Regions from separate parts of the Sus scrofa genome. Here regions 1 and 3 are each linked to region 2. The links are chromatin contacts, called in public Hi-C and HiChIP or PLAC-seq maps. All regions are on one chromosome and are shown on one strand. The core of a region is the stretch at or near the end of the contact, and the rest is flanking DNA. Distances in the headings are between cores, read along the strand shown. Region 1 has its middle 200 kb from the start of ARHGAP12. Region 2 holds the start of ZEB1 (zinc finger E-box-binding homeobox 1). Region 3 overlaps ZNF438 (zinc finger protein 438).

The links. Hi-C and Micro-C count contacts between places; a contact is called where the count stands out from the background. HiChIP or PLAC-seq counts read pairs in DNA pulled down with a chosen protein or histone mark.
Region 1: a contact with region 2 is called in an H3K27ac HiChIP or PLAC-seq map of skeletal muscle, with 6 times the contacts expected there. The contact joins the enhancer-like site here to the promoter of ZEB1 in region 2. A contact is called at or near these places in 1 of 5 promoter capture datasets (liver), 6 of 47 Hi-C or Micro-C datasets (brain, embryonic fibroblasts, fetal skeletal muscle and 3 more) and 1 of 2 datasets of contacts at active chromatin or transcription factors (skeletal muscle).
Region 3: a contact with region 2 is called in a Hi-C map of skeletal muscle, with 5 times the contacts expected there. The contact joins the enhancer-like site here to the promoter of ZEB1 in region 2. A contact is called at or near these places in 2 of 5 promoter capture datasets (fetal liver and liver) and 5 of 47 Hi-C or Micro-C datasets (embryonic fibroblasts, liver and skeletal muscle).

Annotation. Positions count from the first base shown.
Region 1 is chr10:42,372,325-42,375,178 of Sscrofa11.1, forward strand. No RefSeq gene overlaps it. Among named protein-coding and RNA genes, the nearest start is that of ARHGAP12, 200 kb to the right of the region's middle. Within about 2 kb of position 1,512, at least 51 of the 83 cell types and tissues checked have an H3K27ac peak or open chromatin away from gene starts, as enhancers often do. A contact at or near this core is called in brain, fetal skeletal muscle, liver and 2 more, where this site is marked.
Region 2 is chr10:42,011,708-42,014,683 of Sscrofa11.1, forward strand. ZEB1 (zinc finger E-box-binding homeobox 1) reads left to right here and starts at 1,407. Exons shown (of 11, transcript XM_021064196.1): 1 at 1,407-1,464. The coding sequence starts at 1,407. It overlaps ZNF438 (zinc finger protein 438), which reads right to left and starts at 2,684. Exons shown (of 19, transcript XM_021064197.1): 1 at 2,455-2,684. LOC110255584 (a long non-coding RNA gene) reads left to right here and starts at 2,773. Exons shown (of 5, transcript XR_002336134.1): 1 at 2,773-2,976.
Region 3 is chr10:41,721,254-41,724,086 of Sscrofa11.1, forward strand. All of the region lies in intron 12 of ZNF438 (zinc finger protein 438), which reads right to left. Among named protein-coding and RNA genes, the nearest start is that of ZEB1, 290 kb to the right of the region's middle. Within about 2 kb of position 1,493, at least 25 of the 83 cell types and tissues checked have an H3K27ac peak or open chromatin away from gene starts, as enhancers often do. A contact at or near this core is called in skeletal muscle, where this site is marked.

The DNA of each region.
Region 1 (2,854 bases), core at 262-2,761, 360 kb after region 2:
ACATATTTTGAGATTTGACAAAGTTTTCTAGGCTTTTCTTGGCCAACAGGGTTTCCCCAAACTGGTTTCAGCCTACCCTCAAAGCCTTGGTGGTCACCCGTGTGCACACGTGCATGCTGCCCGCACGTGCGCATGCGCGGAGGGCGCCCATCTGGTTTCTTCACATGTGCGATTATTTACAGAGTGTATCTGCGCTTGGGAGACGACACTTTCCCCATTTCTTAAACTCATCCTATACAGGTTTTCTGTCCTTTTCCCTTTGTGGACAGCGCCTCCAGGGCAGAGTGAAGACCCTCATAAGTTCTCTATGTTCCTGCCTAAAGGGGGGGGGGGGGGGGCGGCGGAGATGACACCTTCTTTGAGTGGGGGTGGGGATCACCCATCTCTGGCATCCGCGTTCAGTCCAGCGGTCCAGTGTGCCTGCCGCAGGATGGCGAGGTCGGATACCCCATGCTGTGTTCTGAACACACTGGAAGCTGCCTTGTCACCCCCAGAGCCACCAAGTTGTGCCCATAAGCCCCAACAGCAGCTGCGCAGCATCCCCCGGGAAAGCAGGAGCTGCTTTGCCTCCTTACTTTGCCTCTTAAACTCCCCACTCAACTCTTTGCTGGCCGAACATGCCTTCCACGTGGTCAGCGAAACAGAGAAAAAGCCCAGAGTTAGGCTCCCACCTGGCATCCTGGAGACTGCAGGCCACTGTCAGAGGCCACACTCGTCCCTCAGGGATGGGGTGGGGAGGGGAGGCTCACTCCCAGGGGGTGACTGGACTTCCCTGGGGTGGGGGACAAACACCCAGGGCCCAGGGACGTCTGCCCTCTCCCTCCTGCCTTCTCAAAAGCGACCCTGCCCTTAAATAATCAGGACTTCTGTTTCTTGGGGGGAGTCTCGCTTGGCTTAGAAGGTGGTTGTTTTTTCTCTTCCACTTTAATGAACCAAGTATTTGGGAAATTAGCTCACAGAGTCATGCCAGCGCCACCAAATTAGAGCCATCTGTACAGATAAAACACTTAGGAGCTTTTGTGCCACTGCGGGCGAGATGTATGGCTCATTCAGTCTCCGAGGGCGCACTTTCGCCCTGAGTTTCTTTTTTTTCCCCCCCTAACACAGAAGAAGCTTCAGTCAGCAGCGTAGGAAACAGGAAGGAAGCCGTTGTTTTAAATAGCAGACGGCAGAGAATTGACTCATTATGGTCTGTTCATTCAGCCAGTGACAGCCAGAAGGCAGCCCGCTCCGCCCCCACATTCCCAAGACGCAGGTCAGGGGGCACGGTCGGGATTTTCTCACAGAGTCTGGAAGAATCCCGGGCAAGCCCTTTGGAAAAGAACTGGCGAAGTCCAAGGTTTCTGTCTTGCCAGGGATAGAACATGTCCAACCTGAACGTCTTGAAGATAATGAGACAAACACAAGAACGCCAGTAAAATCCTACAAGAATACCCGGAAGTTAGACATCCTGTGTTTCCCTTCCTCATCCTGATTTACTCCACCGTGTAGGGCCCACACGCTTTCAAGCCTCCTTTCTCATCTTGGCAACCGTCTATTTTCACTTCTCTGGGCTGGAGAGTCCTTGGCTCAGGGCCGTGAGGCAGCACGAGGGGGTGGCCTCTGCAGGGACAGGGGCCCCTCTGAAAGACAGGAAGAGTCCCCCCCCACCCCAGCCACCGATCCACCCTGGCCCAGGGCTGCTGCTGGGCTCAGGAGCCCACACGTTAATCTGTCTCAAATCCACCATTGTGACAGCCAAGCACACAAATTCGTCCACCCAGAGCCTTCGTGACCTCTGGATTTCATTCTTTTTTAAGTGTCTTGTGTTGTTTTTGATGTTCAGATTGGAATCCAGGTGTCTGATGGCACCTGAAGGAGATGAGAACATTAGGCCCTGGGCTACCCCAGCTCACACCTCCCTCCAGTGTTGGTGTTTCCTTAGTCCCAGGAGAACCAGGGTCACCACCTAATCTCCAACAGATGAGCCTGGGGGCCTTGACCCTGCCCTGCCTAAATTCTCCATCCAAGCCTCCCCAGCTGGGAAGGCCCACAGTCCCATGGCTCATCGGCCCTGAGCATCATGCCCCCCAACCCAGGCAACATCTGTCATGGCTCAGAGAGCCAGGTGGGCTCCTGTTTACACCTGAAACCGATGCTGATTCCTGTCAACAACAGGAGTGATCAAAACATTACTCCAAGAGTGATGGTTGTGGCTCAGCAGTAACGAACCCAACTAGCATCCATGACGATGCAGGTTTGATCCCTGGCCTCGCTCAGTGGGTTAAGGATCTGATGTTGCTGTGAGCTGTGGTGTACGTCACAGATGCAGCGCAGATTTCACGTTGCTGTGACTGTGGCACAGGCTTCAGCTGCAGCTCCGATTCACCCCCTAGCCTGGGAATTTCCATATGCCACAGGTACAGCCCTAAGAAGCAAAAAAAAAAAAAAAAAAAAAAAAAAAAGCGTTACTCCAAATGTTAGAACCCTGGAAACTCATGGCCGCAGGGTACACAGCATCTTCAAGTGGAAATGTTTCCCTGCTTTGGCCTCTTTCTAGAACATGCCCCACAGTTCAGGTTCCCAGTATATTCAGGAGGTGAGCTGAAATCCTGGAGACTGAGGATGGGGAAAGCCTTCTCCATGTTCATTTTCTTCAAAGCCATTTCACAAGCCTACAGGTGTCAGTATAAGCCAAAGAATGGATCTTGTCACAGATGAAAAGTTAGAGTGATCCTATCATTTATTGAATAAATCTGGACACTGATGAGAGTGACAAGGAAAACTATTAGGAATTGTGCCCAAACCCCAAGGATAAAGGGTTCCAGGCAAACTGGGTCGTACAGTCACACTATAAACTGTGACCATACTGTTC
Region 2 (2,976 bases), core at 157-2,656:
CTAAAATTGTGAAGAATGTTTAAAAGATTAACATCGTATAAAAAAAGTCCCACCATAGGTATGGCAAAAATTACAGGCATACATTTATTGAGCACCTACTATGTGACAGCACTATGCTGGGTGATGTACTGTTATTTCTAATACTCTGTATGCTACGTTTCACTTTCCACAATTTCCCTACCAACTTCTACAGTACAATTTGAAATACAGCTCAAGTCATTCATTCCAGAGACGGTCTCAAAGACATTTCCTCATTTGAAGGTGGGGAGGAGTGGAAAGCCAAGTCCTGCTCGATACTGAAAACTTGATTTTCTCGGTACTTGATGGTGTTATCTACGTTTCAGAAATCCCTTAAACTTGCCCCAAGTCAGAGACCTGACTTGATAAGACCGCAATCAATCCATCGGTCTCCAAGACAACGTCTCCCAGTCTGTTTCTTGCTGCAAGGTCTTCTACAGCGACAGTTGCCTATCCAGGTAGTAAGTCGTGGCCTGTTTATACCTTAACTCTACGTTTAGACGCCTCCGATCCGGCCCTTCTACTCATGGAGGTGGGGGCGGAGAGAGGAGGACTGGGGCCGGCTGGCGGCAGGGTGGGGGAAGCCGAGGTGACAGCAGGTGAGCGCGCCCAGCGAGGAGGAGGAAGTGAGACAGGCCGGCGTGGGGATTACTCATTCCGCTTTACCGCCGAGGTGACTCGCAAGCGGAACTTCTCGCCCCTCTTTCGGTCCAGCTGAACTTCTATTTAATTGAAGTCACTTCCCATCCCAGTTAGCGCAGGGAAAAACCGTGCATCGGAGGAGGAGGGGGGGACCAGAAGTCCGGGGCTCAGGTAGCCTCTCCCGGGGGGTAGCCTCTCGCTGCTCCGCGAACCTGCCTCCTTCTGATTCCGGAGAATCCCTGGGCGGCCCCGGGGTACGTGAGCCCCACCGGAGGAAGAGGGAGGACAGGTCACTGCGGCCATTCCGAAGGGCAGTCCCCAGGGCGCAGGATCCCGAGAATCAGCCAGAACCAAACATGCCCCTGGCGGCCGCGGCGGGTGTGGCCAGTCCAGAGCCTCCTCCTTTACCTTTCTCCCTCCGACGGCCAGTCGCCCTTCGTACCACGTCCGTATCGCTTCCCAGCGCCCCCGCCCCCCGCCCGCGACACCTGGGGGAACTTTTCTCTTGCCACTCGGTTCAAACTCAGCTGCTCCTCCAGCTGCCGCAAACCGTCCACTCCCTAGCAACAAGGTTCCGGCCGTAGAGCGAGCGGCTCTAGGTGTAAGGAAGGTGATGTCGTAAAGCCGCGAGTGTCGTAAACCAGGTGCGGTGGGGAGGGGGGAGGGGTGGAGGCGGAGGGGTTGGGGGGGAAGGGGGAGGGAGGGGGAGGTGGTGACTCGAGCATTTAGACACAAGCGAGAGGATCATGGCGGATGGCCCCAGGTGTAAGCGCAGAAAGCAGGCGAACCCGCGGCGCAATAACGGTGAGTGGCGGAGGGGACCGGGGAGCAGCGGAGTCAGGGGGAGCCGGGCGGCCGGGGCGCCCCCGGGGGCGAGGGGGGCGAGCCGGGCTGGGGGTGGCCGGGCAGGGACGGGCCAAGTGGAGTGGGAAAGTAGAAAGTAGTGCTCTCTGCCCCCCTCCGCGGCCGCCGCCGCCGGAGCCGCGCCGCGGCCGCTCGCTCTCCCTGAACCGTTATGTCTCTTACCTGGTCTCTCCGCCTAGCGGCTCCTGCCGCCCCTGCCGCCTCCCTGGACCGTTAGCCGCCGCCGCTGCCGCATCTCCGGCGCAGGGCGGGCGGCCGGGACGCGGCCGCCACTTTTCTGGGCTCGGGGGGAGCGGCTGTTGCTTCTTTTCACACTTTTCCCCACTCCTGTGCCCCTCGGCGCCGCCGGCGTTGCGTCCCCGCGGCGCCGAGGCCCCGGGAACCAAGGAACTAACTTGTGCCGGCGCTGCCCGGGCGGAGTGGCTTCCGCGGCCCCGGCTGGCGCGGTCGCTCGGGCCCCACGGCTCGGCCGGGCGGGCAGGCGGGCGGCGGCGGGACGCGGCGGCCGCGGGCTGCGTGTCGCCCGTGCGCGCGTGTGCGCGGGCGGCGCGGAGCGCGCAGCGGGCGGACCCGGCAGGGCCGGCGGCGGTAAAGTTGGGACGGGCCGGCGAGGCGCGCTCGGCGCGGGACAGGGTTTCGCGGCGCGGAGTCGCGGGTCCCTAAGCGCCCCTCCTCCCGGGGCGCCCCCCGCCGCCGCCGCGCCCCAAGTGGGTCCGCGTACCGCTGGGCGCCGGCGGGGGCGCGGGCGGGCCCCGAGCAGCGGCCGTGGGAGCCGCGGGGGGCAGCGGGTTGGCAGAGTTGTTACCTGGTCCCAGGGACCGGGAAGCACCACAGACAGATCCCCTCCCGGGAGGACGCCACCTCCGTGCCGGGACGGGGTGCAGTGCGTGTGTCTCCGGGGTTCTCTTTCGGTTTGGGGGAAGTTGTTACCTGGCCCGGACGCGCGGAGCGCTGAAGCCGGATAATGGAGCTCAGAGGGCTCTGGGTCTCGGGTGGAAGGAGGGTGGGGGAGGGGGCGGACGGACTGACGGACGCGGGGCGCTGCTGCCCGCGCTGCAGCCGCAGTGTTTATTGATTAGTGCTGATGTGCCCGGACGCACTCCCCTCTGCCTGGCGTGAGAGTTTAAATAATATTATTATTATTAATAATAGCGAAAGAGAGCGAGACCCGAACATGTGGCGGTGGTGGTTGCACAGTCGCCTTTTCCAGTTTGGGGAGACGGTGTAAGTTGGTTGCCTATCTGCTTATCTCGAGGCGATGCTGTGCCCGCTGGCTCCGCAGCGAAATGTCTGCTGCTTGTTATTGTCTGGACAGTTCCTGTAGCGAGAGGGCCGCGACTTGTGCGCCGCCCGGTACCTGTTTGGAGAATAATGGGCGGCAACGGCCCTGCCGCCGGCTGCGGCCCGAGTCTATATAAGGAATTGGACGGACATTGCGGACTGAGGGGCTCC
Region 3 (2,833 bases), core at 243-2,742, 290 kb before region 2:
TTTTTAGACTTTGGAGATGATTTAGAATGGAGATGATGAATAGGCAGACAGAGATAGGAGGCTGTGGCTCATAAGAGGGATCAGGGTAAAGAAATAAATTGGGGAACTACTTAGTATTTCACAGTGAGGGAAAAGAATCTGGAAAAAGCACAGATATATAAGTATAACTGAATTATTTGCTGAAACTAACACAACGTCCTCCATCAATCATATGTCCATTTAAAAAAAGAATGAAAATAAAACAAATAAAAATAAATAAAACACCTAAAATTCCCGATTTTTGGGAGGGGGGGGTGGTGGAAAGAAAGGAATAGGCATTCCTGTTGTGGCTCAATGGGTTAAGGACCTGACATACTGTCCACGAGGATGTGGGTTCAATCCCTGGCCTCACTCAGTGGGTTAAGGATCTGGCATTGCCACAAGCTGTGGTGTAGGTCACAGATGTGGCTTAAATCTGGTGTTGCTGTGGTTGTGGTGTAGGCGGACAGCTGCAGCTCCAATTCAACCCCTACCTAGCCTGGAAACTTCCATATGCCATGGATACAGCGGGTGGGCGGCTGGGAAGAAAGAAGGAAGGGAGGGAGGGAGGAGCTGAGGAGGAAGGATGACATTTAAAATTAGGGATATAGGAGTTCCCGTTGTGGCGCAGGGGAAACAAAGCCAACTAGGAACCATGAGGTTGTGGGTTCGATCCCTGGCCTCGCTCAGTGGATTGAGGATCCAGCATTGCCATGAGCTGTGGTATAAGTCACAGATGTGGCTCTGATCCTGCATTGCTGTGGCTGTGGCATAGGCTGGCAGTCATAGCTCCAATTCGACCCCTAGCCTGGAAACCTCCATATGCTGTGGATGTGGCCCTAAAAAGCAAGAATTAAAAAAATAAAAAATAAAATAAAATTAGGGATATATGAGATCACAGCGAGAGTAACATAGATGACAGCCCGAGACTGAGCCCTGAAGAACGTCAACTTTCAGAGCCTATGAAGAATAGGGGACATCAAAAGAGACTTTGGAAATTTTATGTGTATCTTATGCTTCCAAGTGTAAGAGGGACAGCGAATGAGAGCCACAGAAAGACATAGGTAGAACTGACGAGGAAAAGTTACCCAGAGAGGTTTCTGTCCAGTATAACGAGCACTGTGAGTAAGCTGGCACCACTCTTAGGCTTCCTTCAAAAGCAGCTGGAATTATTTGATATCTACAAACTACAAGATCCATCGCTGGCCATCATAATCTCCTTCAAAAACCACCTTTCAAAGTCACGTGCCACTCCACTTCTGACTCCTGACCTGCTGATGGAGTCTAGAGCTGCGTTTCACGTGCCAGCTGCTCAATTACTCCTGCCCTGGCCCCTGGCATGGGTCCTGGCTTCTGAATCCAAGTTCTCACCCCCACTAACAACTTGGATTGCCCAGTGCTGACCAGGAGGTGCGCTGAGATCATGTTCCCCCGGGCTGCCAAGAGTTCCTGGCGCGTGGTCAAGGCAGCACACAGGGAGTGAGTGTTCCGCAATTAATCAGGTGACAGAGAACAACTGACATGCTCGGGGACCAGAGGATGAGCCAGAGTGAGGCAGCAACGCGGAGCGGGAGACAGCGCTCCAGGCCTGTCACCCCAGGAGAACCTGTTCTGGGTCCCCCAGGGCAATGAGACCTCCTTTCACCCAGAACACTGGAAGTTCTTAAGTTTACCATGTGCATGTGTCCAAGGATGCAGGATTCCCTGGATGCTGGTAACCTTAGGAACCAAAAAGTGGGTTCTGCACGCCCTTGGGGTGGCCTGGGGACATCTGTGTCCCTCTCTGCCACATCTATGATGGAAACTTCAAACTATCCCATAGGTGGTTAACGAGCCTGACTAGTATCCATGAGGATGCAGGTTCGATCCCCAGCCTCACTCAGTGGGTTGGGGGTCTGGCGTGGCTATGGCTGTAGCATAGGCCGGCAGCTACAGCTCCAATTTGACCCTTAGCCTGGGAACCTCCATACACCTCAGTGCAGCCCTAAAAAGACAAAAAAAAAAAAAAAAAAAGGAAAAGATAAAAAGAAAGTGCCTGGTAGTACCTATTAGCTCTTCTCCTTTATACTTTAGGTGACCATAAAATGACAGCCAGTCAGCTGAACGGTAAAGCATGTTTCCAAAGTCTCAAACAACAATTTGAAAGCCCTGCAAGCACAGAAGTAGAATAAAAGGCTCTTTAATTTGTTTTTTGTTTTTTTGAACATGTGAACTATTACATGATCAATGGAGTTGGAACTTGTCCTGAAAAAAAATGCTCCCTCCCTTTTTCTAAACTTTCCTGCCAAGGTTAACACAATTATGCTCCATGATGAAGAAGCAAAGATGTAAATTCTACTGACATGAGATGGATAACATCAATTCTGAATAAGTATCATCAAGCAAAAGAGAATTCTCCAAAATTTTTCTGCAAGAGTCATTCGGGCCCATGTCTGCTGTTTAAAATGTTTATATCCTTTAAGCAGACTGTATTTCTATTTCCCTTTATGAAATTTAACGAAAATCCTTAAAGTTGGCAACAGCAGCAGGAAACCATTTATAAGGCCAGCATGGCTATTTTACTTTTATTAACGAAAAGTTATGTAATAGTTGCGGCAAACTGCAGAGTTCTCTTTTATAGTCTTTTAATATTTATAGAAATTTCAGAGAGTTATACGGCCAGAGTTCATTTTGGAAAGTGAGAGTTTCAATTATCAGACAGCAATCAATTATTCTAGCTCAGCTACCGCAATGGCTATTTAAGAGTTGCGCTCATCTTTATTCATGTTTTTTAACAATAGGTCAACTGTGTCCAGTACTTGACCTAGAAGCTCAA